2 separate regions of the Gossypium arboreum genome follow, and region 2 is linked to region 1. The links are chromatin contacts, called in public Hi-C maps. All regions are on one chromosome and are shown on one strand. The core of a region is the stretch at or near the end of the contact, and the rest is flanking DNA. Distances in the headings are between cores, read along the strand shown.

The links. Hi-C and Micro-C count contacts between places; a contact is called where the count stands out from the background.
Region 2: a contact with region 1 is called in a Hi-C map of leaf, with 8 times the contacts expected there. The contact joins the promoter of LOC108469776 here to the promoter of LOC108467617 in region 1. A contact is called at or near these places in 4 of 5 Hi-C or Micro-C datasets (all in leaf).

The regions. Positions count from the first base shown.
Region 1 is chr8:26,591,709-26,597,314 of ASM2569848v2, forward strand. LOC108467617 (rhodanese-like domain-containing protein 4, chloroplastic) reads right to left here and starts at 2,059. Exons shown (of 9, transcript XM_017768323.2): 1 at 1,183-2,059; 2 at 620-722; 3 at 445-525; 4 at 217-291; 5 at 43-117. The coding sequence starts at 1,838.
Region 2 is chr8:26,850,064-26,855,176 of ASM2569848v2, forward strand. It overlaps LOC108469776, which reads left to right and starts at 2,235. Exons shown (of 9, transcript XM_017770806.2): 1 at 2,235-2,826; 2 at 3,021-3,063; 3 at 3,206-3,337; 4 at 3,423-3,528; 5 at 3,619-3,801; 6 at 4,090-4,249; 7 at 4,421-4,749; 8 at 4,873-4,962. The coding sequence starts at 2,792.

The DNA of each region.
Region 1 (5,606 bases), core at 809-3,308:
AGGACATTTGATTATCCAATTTAATATAAAGTGGAGACTTACCTCTGCATACAGGAATTTCTTGCTTACAAGCTGCACAATAGCAGCTGAGCCTAAAAGTTGAAGGATCGTTTCTATCTGCAGAAGATATGGCAAACCCACAATTTGAGTTGTTTCGAGGTGTGTGTATATATATATAATCAGAGGTACTGTACTAAAAGGACTCAAAAACCTAACCTCTGAAAAAGCCAAAAGGCCTAACCCTGCAGCTGCAGCAATCCCTACAGTAACAGAAAGGCCATCTGATCCCCCCTGCAGATTATCACAACCATTTATCATATAGAAGAAAACTAATAAGAAAGGCTGAAGAACTTTCCAACAAAATCAATTCAAGATATAGAAAAGTCTCTCTATGACATCAAAATCTTAGAAGTGAATAAGCAATTAGGAGATGAAGATAGGTACTCCGAAGGCCTCGGCGAACGCTTCTGTCAAATTGCTAAGGTCAAGACCTTTCTTTGGTTGTATCCAGGGAAGACCACTGTTCTGCAAAATTGAAACCAGTCTCAAAAGATGCAATTGCTAAATTTAGAAAAAATGGAGAAAGAAACAAAAAAAATTGATTTAGAACAGCACATACCACCCATCCCCGTGGTCCTTCAGCACCATCTTTGACTGCATAAGCAGCTTTGAATCCATTTGCAGTGACCAACTCCGCAACCAGTTCAGAATTCCCATCAAATCTGGCTTTCAACACAAATTTAAAGCAATATTAGAAGATGAATCAAATGAAAGTTCTAGTTTCATCTTCCCTACAAACAAAATGCATATAGTTACAAATAAAATATTTGTCAGCCAATGCTTACATATGTTTAAAGACACATTTTAACAGTTAAGAACGTATAGACTATCAATTTAGAAACCTTCAACCCTTGGAACAAAATGCAGTTAATTTATGGGTTAGGAACTCAGGATCAATTAAGAAAGAGGTAATGGCCATATTCTATTGTGTAGCTTAAGGCCAATGAGCCTCCATATAGGCATATTCAGTTCTACATTCTTCCTCCACAACCAACACACAAACCATTTAATCTCAGATACAGTGATACAATCATCATTAAGAGTGGATAAGGTTTCATAGACAATGCTGGGAATTCATATATGAACAAATATATACGAGGCATAGGGTTTTAAGAAGCTTACTTGTCCATAATGAATAAGGTAGTATTTTCAGGTTCCTTGAATTTCAAAGACAGTTTTGTCAAGAACACTGGTTTATCTTCACCATTGTAGGCAATTGACACCGGTTTCTTCCTAAATCCCTTAATGTCAGGGCTACCAACATCTCTAGACTCCTTGAGAGGCCTTATGTCCAGCAACTGAGCAGTGGCATCGTCACCTAGCTTGGCGTAAGCACTCCTTGCAGATTCAACTCCCCATGGCTTTGGATTCTTTAACAGCTGAGACAAAATCAAAGGAACTGCTAAAGCAACGGTGCCACCAGCTACAACCGTGGGATTCTCAGTTGCAAAACTGACGACGGTATCAAGGATCCCATTTGGGTCAAAATCAACAGACGAGGAGGATCCCGTCGTCTGCTGTAGGGCTTCCTCGTATGACAAGGCTTTAGCGAATCCATTGGGGAGAAGTGATGACAGTAGCAGTAAACCACCATGCAAGGTTCTTGACAAACACTGGTGCAAAGCTGGTTGGGTCTTAATAAAAGCTGGGGAGTTGGGTAGTTTGAGTGGTGAAGCAATGGGGAGCAATGGTGCTTTTCTGGCCTCGGTTCTTGTCTCAGAAAGAACCGAGAGAGGTGTCAAACTTGGAGTTGCTGCATTGAGGGTCCTCATTTGCATAATTTTTATGCAAAGAGATGGGTGTCAAATGTATGATGGAAAGGCTTGAACCATCAACAATGGAGGATTTTTGTTGGAATTGATTGGATGACAACAAGGCTCAGAGACCCTTAGCTTTGGAAGGTGCACTTTGAATGATGAAATGGTGGTGAGGTGGAATGAGTTATGAGATCTCTGCCAGTCATTGCATGACACGTTGGAAGTGAGATGAGAGGCTTTTTGATCATGTCTTTAGGACTGTTCCTCATCTCAACTCATTTGTGTGGCTAATAATTGTCTGCACAAATTCAATAGTGCATCTAAACTATAGTACCTTCCTTTTAATACAGCAAAAACGTTACACTACATTATCTTTTAATTTACCATTTAATTTGGTATTTTAGTTTGAATTTTTTTATTGTAATATACGATTTTTATATTTGACAAAATTATATATATTTAGGTACATGAAAGTATCAATATTAATTTTTAATTTTTAATTCAAGTTTTGGAATTGATTTTATAAAATTATTAGCTAATAATATTAGCAATTAACTTTCATCATATCAACCCTAAACCTGAATTAATTCACATTAATTAGATTATATTTGACAAATTAAATGGAAAATTAAATAAATTCACAATTAACACTACATTTATTCTATTAACAAAATCATAAAAATTCAAACATAATACTATTAGCAATTAACTTTCATTAAATGAATCCTAAAATCCAAATAAAAAGTTAGCATTGTAATCTTTGGGTATAAAAAATATAACTTTTGTCAAATATAGATATCAAATTAGACCAAAAAACAACCCAGGTACCACATTAAAAAAATATATCAAATTCAAGTACCAAATGATATATTAAACCTTAGAAAAAGAGATAAAGTCATTATTTTGATAATTTTCCTCTACTTAGTCTTTGAATTATTTTCGTTAATCCTCAAACTTAACAACTTTTTCAGTTTTATTCATTTGAGACATTTGATATTGTATCATCATATTATCGCTTAAAAATTATAATTTTATAAAATATTTAAATGATGATGTGATGCAATATTAGAGTGTCGTATCATTACATAAATCAAAATTAAAAAAAAAAAACATTGTCAGTTAAAGCTAAATTTTTTTTTCAGATGCTAAATCTTACCTAAGTTAAAAGTGCTAACAAAAGTTTAGGGTGTGAAACATGACACTCAACTTGGACCAAGTCTATCAAATTTTGCTCATGAATTAAGATGGGGATCTTGCGCTACCATCATGTGAGCTTGCGCCAAGCCTGGGCTTGCTTCCTCCGATCAAGCTTTTGCATCAACAATGTTATATATATATAGTATTTTAATTTATCGTTTAGGGTTTTTCAATATATTTTTCTTCTATATAAGATTATACCATATTTTAGTATATCATTTCGATTTTATTTGTAAAACACGACAATACTGGTCTCTTTGATTTCATTTGCTTTTTCGCAAGAATGGCATACTCCTATACTTTAAATTGATAGCCCTCCAGAACCATTTAACATTATTTATAGCGTGTCCCGCAATCATATTGCTTTTGTAAGGAAATATAACCTAACTATACATATTATACCTTCATATTGGAGGGAATCATTTCAGAAAATAAAAACAAGCGAGGAAGAGGATTTGATTGGTGTTGTTTTCCGCCCAAGATAGCGGCAGTAAATGGGGGACCACGATGATTCACAGCGGCAATGGATGAAAGGAAGAAAAAGGTTAAAGGGGTAAAAGAGAGGTTCTTTTTTGTGGCATTATTGGCCGTAGTGGACCATCGACGGCGGCTGAAAGAGCAGCGGTCTCTAAGGTTTCTTGGGAAGGGAAAAAAAAGGCTAAATTAGGCAAAAATGTCAATTTTAAAAATTAATTAAGTGATTAGGCCAATTTGTAACATATTTACCAGAATAGGCCAGTCTTGGAGAAAGGGGGAAATACGTCCAACTGGATGCTTTTTCACCCAACGGTAACCTCCCCCAACGGTCCAATTGCCAATGACCATAAAAAACGACTAGTTTTTATTTCTATATAAACCCAAATATTTTCCTCATGTTTTCATTCAAATCCATTTCTGTCAATTCTCTTAATTCTCTCAAATCTTTCAAGAATTTAATTCTAAAATTTTAATTAAAATTCTCTTAAGTTCTTGATTTAATTCTGTTTTTTATTCATTTTAATTTAGTTTTGGAATGACAAATACTCTTATTCGTTTCGATGAAAACCACATTTTCGCGATTCAACTGTAAATGGTAAGAAAATATTTTTAATTTTTATAATTTTATTTAAGTTCATTATTAAGTTTTTAAAAAGATTAAATTTTATTTATTTTTTGTATTTTTTATAATCACGCCGAAGATTTTATTTTGGAGACGTATATGCAAAATCTATCTACAAGATTGTCGCATATGATTGAACCCTATTTGGAAGTTGTGGGATTCTTGCACGTGTCTCGTATGTGAGATTTTGACAAGTTATTCTGATAAATTGAAAGTTTTAACATAAGCTTATATGCCTATTTGAATTGGATGAATGGTCTGAAAGTTTCTTAGATCTTTATTGTGGTGGTGCCAATGTGGCATATTGGTTAGGTATTTAGGGAGGAGTTACAAGTTGTATTTTTGGCATGGAAAGTGTATGTTTGAACAAGTATTTGTGTTGGCTAAATGTGCATTTTAGGTCCCTTTGAATAGGTTAATTGAGCTATGCATGTAGTGACTTATTTTTGCACCACACAGTTTGAGACACGGCCATGTGTCACACACAGGCTAGTGACACGGTCGTGTGCTCTTTAGAAATTAAGAAGTATATGTATCACACGGTTTCAGTCTGTCACATGGCCGTGTGATTTTTTATCAAATTTGAAATTTGATCCACACGTGTTTAGTGAGTTACACAACCTGGACACACAACCATGTGACCCCTATGTTGCATAATTTCCTTTATCTTTTTAAAATATTACGATTTGATCCCTATGTGTTTTCGGGCCAATTTTTGAGCTTTCGTAAGCTTATTTAAGGCTCATATTTAATTGTATTTCATAATATTTGAATGTTTTATGACATGATTGATTATGGAAAGGTTTTATTTATGATATAATTGATCTATAATTTCAAAAATGTTGCAAATTAGTCCTAGTTAATTTTTAGGTTGGTACTAGTGAATACATAAGCTTGTATAAGGCCTGAGAAAGATTTATATTGGGTGATTATGCATTGAAATGATTTTGATTGTATGATTCATGTATAATTTGAATGTTAATTGTGTATTTATGAATAAATTCCATGATTATTTAAAATAATTGATGTGAGTTGAATGTGTTTTGTTTCGGCTTTAACTGTAGCACTCTGTAGCTCAGGTCTTGCAACCAAACAGATAAGGGGTTTTACATTTAGTGGTATCAAAGCTACGGTTTATTCGATTCTAGGAATGAACAGAGCCTGTGTTGAATCTTGAAATACATGGCTCATTAATCTGGGATAGTGTGATGTAGTATGATTCGACCTAACTGTTAGCTGAGTTTAAATTATGTAGTATCAAATGAGGTAAATGGTAATGTTTTCGCTTCCAACAAGGAGCTAGTTATAGTGTGTCATTCCGCAGAGGTCGGATAGTGAAACAAGAGGTTTTTTCTTTTAAAAGATAAACTAACAATTCTTAGAGTTATGCGAGCTAATTTTGTGGCTCCACGTCCTCCACCACTGATGGTACCTTCCAAAGCATTCTTTTGTCCTCAAAATCTGGTAAGTTATCTAGTTAATAAGATTTTGAA
Region 2 (5,113 bases), core at 985-3,484, 260 kb after region 1:
TTAAGTGTTCGTATGACGCACCTTCCTCCAAACGATGAGCATAAAGACGCCGCTTCATATGCAACTTGCTTGTTAGAGTTTTCGACATACATATTTGTTCTAGCCTCTTCCATAATGCAATGGCGGTTTTCTCTTTCATCACATCCTGCAAAATTTCGTTGGACAAATGCGATGTAATTGTGTTAATGCCTTTCGATCCTTACGCTTCTTCTCTTCATCTGTTAATGTCGAAGGCATCTTATCTATCCTAGCGGGGCATCCTTTAGATCCATCTGCAAGAAGCGCTTGCATCTTAATTTGCCACAACGCAAATCTGTGTTGCGATCCAACAATGAATTTCATACTTCAAAGACGCCATTACCGTGATCGAGATGAATAACCGGAAGCTCGATACCAATTTGTGAAAAATAAAATAGAATAAAATAAATAAAATAAAGAACACATAAATTTTACGTGAAACCCTTTCGGAAAAAAACCACGGGCGGAGGAGAAGAAAATTCACTATGTCGAAAAATTTTACTCTAATACAAGAGGAATAGACTATGTCTATTTATAGGCTTGCAAAGCCATATTCTAGTAGGATTGAAACACCTTATCCTAATCAATATAAAATAGATGGAGTTTAATAAGGTTTAAAACCTTATTCTAAAATAAAATAAAAGAAGTCTAGTTCTATATGGATTTTACTTTTATTTTATTTTCCATCGTATTTTATTTAAATAAGAATTTGGGTCACTTAATTCTAACAATTTCCATGCTACATAAGAGTAATACCAATTTATTTGATTTTCGAGATTGCAAGAAAATCAATACTTGTAAGAATCATGCATTTTGATTATTATTTTTTTTTGTAAAAATAGAAATTATAGTAGATTCATGGGAGATTGTGTTCTCTATTTAAATGTGTTTGTGGTGTAAAGAATTTTTCTCATCAACTTCACCTTGATCTCCATTTTAAAATAAAAAAAAAAAAATCCACCACCATCGTTTTTGTGAAGCGCCATCCTTGCCAACCTGTCCTTCTAAGCATCCCATTATTTTCCATGTTATCAAACATTTCAATCAATCTGGAGTTTGATTATATGAGTTTTAATGGATTAAAATTTGTAAAAATATTTCATTTTAAAATTCTCTTATGATTAAATTTATTAAACTGCGGATGATTTGTTTTTGACATCTACATCTGTTAAATAATTTTATTTATTTATTCAATCATTTGAATTTCCATCTCATACATGCACTGTTTTCATGAAATATAATGGTGATTCTCTCTATCAAAACCAGGATTATTGGCATGGTAGGTTTAGAAGTCCTGATGGCTTGAAAGTTTTCTTCAATGTCTGCGACCTATGTGTAACTTCAGTCAAAGGGTTTTTAATCAAACATGATTTTGCTAAACTTGAATTTAGTTTATTGGAAGACTTGAAGTTGAAGCTCATCCCCTTCACTCTATTATTTATTTATTTGATTAAAACCTTTTCTTTTCTTTCTTTTTTCACTATAAGAAAGAATGTGGGATTTAATTTCAAGAGCTTTTCTCATAAGATATAAATCAAAGTTTTCATTATGATTGTTAAATAGATATTTTATATTTCTCTCCTATTGTTGTAGATGATATATTTTTTTATCAACTTTGCCAACAATAGTTTTGGTTGAATATAATATTAAATTAACAATTGAGACTCACTAATGACAGTGTGTTATACTTTTCCTATAAAAAACATTTCCAAATGTATTATTTTATAATGGTAATATTATATAATTTTATAAAAAGTACAAGTAATTTAGTATAAAAACAATTATTATCTATACTTATATTAAATGACAAATTATAATTATTCTTAAATAATATGTTAAACAAAATAATTGATTCCAGAACTAAATAATACAATAAAAATATTATCTTAATGTGTTTTGTTTTGGAATATTTTATCAACATTAATTCAAAAGTGGATGAGACAATCGCCTTACCTCGCTCCATTACTAAACACCCAACACTATACTTTGAGCACCTCCACCCCTTGATTTTTGTATTTACTATCACCCTATCATTTTGCTGCAAATCCATCTGTTGCTCTTATTTCCACCTAATATTATTAGGTAAGGATAAGGTTGGGTTTTTTTTAAAAAAAAATTTAAAATTGATGTTAATTAGTCCCTATTTCTCTTGGGTTAAAAAAGGTACTAATTTGATAATTAAATTAAAAGGAGTGTTAAATCAATTTTTTTAAATAACAAGAGTGTAAATTTCTTGGTAGCACCAAATTACAAGCTATCAACACCTGGCTTAAATAGGGACCAGACATTTGATGCTGGAAATTTCTCAGCGTCGTGCATAAGAAGACCCTGGAATTAACCCATTCTCTAATGTAATCTTCAAGATAAGGTTCACTTTTCCAACACATAATTATCCAATTCTTGATGTTAACGCATCATGACTCCTCTCTATTCGCATTTCATACCATCACTAATTTTTTTTTTCTGTTCATATCATACATAAGAATCATTTTTGCAGTTGGAAAATTTAATAATGTTCTGCCATTGATTGCTATGGGGGAGGACCCAAGAGGCTGGAGTTGCAAATAGGACCAAACCCACTTGATAGCGAAACCACAACACGACCCGCCAATTGTCAATACTACATCCTTAGCAGCAACTTTGAAAGTCGTACCTTTTTCTCCATCCCGAGGAAACAAGCGGCGGCGCTGCCCGCTCTCCGCCTCTAACATCTTTATACGTCTAACTGTTGTTTTCCGTTAACCGAATATGACCTGTCGTCCTCAACACCCATATGTGTAAAAAGCACTCTCATTGGTCGGTGTGTATGTAATGAAACAAAAGCTGTCACATTTTTTGTCCTGTTTTCTTCCCCCTTCCATCTTTATTTCGCTGTAGAAAAAAAAAATCTTTCAAAACTTTTTTCTTTTTTGTCCCTACTTGCATTTCAGCTTCAATTGAGAATTTCCATCAATAATCCTTTAATTTTCAGTTAAAGCAACATTTTTTTTTGTTGAACACAGAGATGGATGCAGTTCGGTTTCAGTTGGAATGAAGAACTTACAGGTATTTTTTTAATAAGTAATTTAATTATAAATAATTGCTCAGTGTCTGTCATTAAATCTAAGTTTTAACATAAATCAAAACTGTCTGCTTATAGCATGATCCTTGAAACTAACTTGAAGATGGAATTATATGCCATTTACAGAACACACAAGATATTAAACCTTCGGTTCAAGCTTCAAATGAATCCAAAACAGAACAGCAGAATAATCAAACATCGGCTGATTCTGCTTCAAGCAATGATGGCCAAAAAGTTTCACGACAGGATATCGAACTTGTAAGAAATCCCATTTTTTCATCATGATTTTTTTATGCTGGTTTTTGTTAAACGATACACAATTTATGTAAACTGGTGGTTGCAGGTCCAGAATTTAATTGAACGATGTTTACAACTATACATGAATAAGGACGAGGTCGTCAAAACCCTCTTGAATCGAGCGAGGATAGACCCTGGATTCACAATATTAGGTATCCATTGAATATATATTTATATGTTGTACATGTAAGTATATTTTGAACTTACTCTGTTGTTTTCTTTACTGTTCTTGGTTATTTCAGTATGGCAAAAGCTGGAGGAGGAAAATGCTGATTTTTTCAAGGCTTATTATATAAGGCTGAAATTGAAGAAGCAAATCCTTTTGTTTAACCATTTGCTTGAGCATCAATATTATCTAATGAAATATCCTATGCCTCCAAAGGTTCCTCTGGTCCCAATCCAAAATGGGATTCATCCCATGCCTGGTAAGTTCTAACTAAATCAATAATTGAAGCAAGTCCCTATTATCTCTTTACATTGTGAAGTGGTACCAAAATGTGATTCATGGCCTCAACTTGTTAAGAAAATTTAGGACAAAATTTTCCATTGAATTGTTTCTTGAGCATGATAAATATCTGGGATTGTGCTGTTTTTGTTGCTTAATACTAATTATTTCAAAATTGGTTGATCTCATTGCTCTTTGTAAATTTACAACATAATGGAATGTTTATGGTCACTATTATGGTTATTCAAAGCCATTTACTATAGCGCAGTTAACAACTTACCAATGGGATATCCTGTGCTGCAACAACCTCCAATTCCAGCTGCAGGGCAACCTCATCTAGACTCGATGGGGATATCAAGCTGTCATGTGGTCAATGAAGTCCCAGCACCCAGTCATTTTCAACCAATGCAGATGAATTCTGGGAATGAGTGAGAATTTAACCATCTTCACTTCAATCTATCATTAATTGCCTTTTTAACTTACAAATATTTGTTTAGCCTGTTTCTTCCGTAGTTTCATATGCTATTTCTTTCAACATGGCTTGCCTAATTAACAACCTTTCTTTTACTTGCAATGTAATTATTGCCTAATTATGCTAGCATGGTGATGGACAACAACGCAACTGATGCGACACCTGCAGTTCCTCCAACCACTGCCATGATGTCATCTATGTCAGAGATGCCAGTGAGCCCTACATCGGTGGCGTCCAGTGGGAATTTCCCTTTCACTGCAACAGACATGTCGGAAATGGGAGTAGACACAGCAACACTTGATTCGGCCTTCACGGCGGATGTGGCAAGTTCAATAGGATTGCAACTGGGACCTGGTAATGGAGCCGACAATTCTAGAGATTCCCTTAGATCACTTGATCAGATTCAGTGGAATTTCAGTCTCACTGATCTTACAGCCGATTTCTCAAACTTGGGAGGTAAGTTGTGGTAATGAGACCCATACCAGGAGCATAGCATGCTTGTTATTTTATCCTCCTTTTCTTTGTTGCTTTCCTTATGGAGCTCATTCTCATGAATTATGGCCCTCGGAATTGTTACAGATTTAGTAGCACTTGGGAACCACCCTGGTTCTCCTTTTCTTCCCTCTGATTCAGAAATTATGCTCGGTTCTTCGGAGCACGAGAATATAGGTAATGGGGTCTCCAATTACATATTTACCTTGATACCTGTTTTGATGAACTCTTTTAAGAGGAAGGATGCTGCTATTGATTAGAAATCTGGGAAAACAACAAAAAGAAAATATCATTTCTATCTATAAACAGAAACGGGATCCTTTAAACT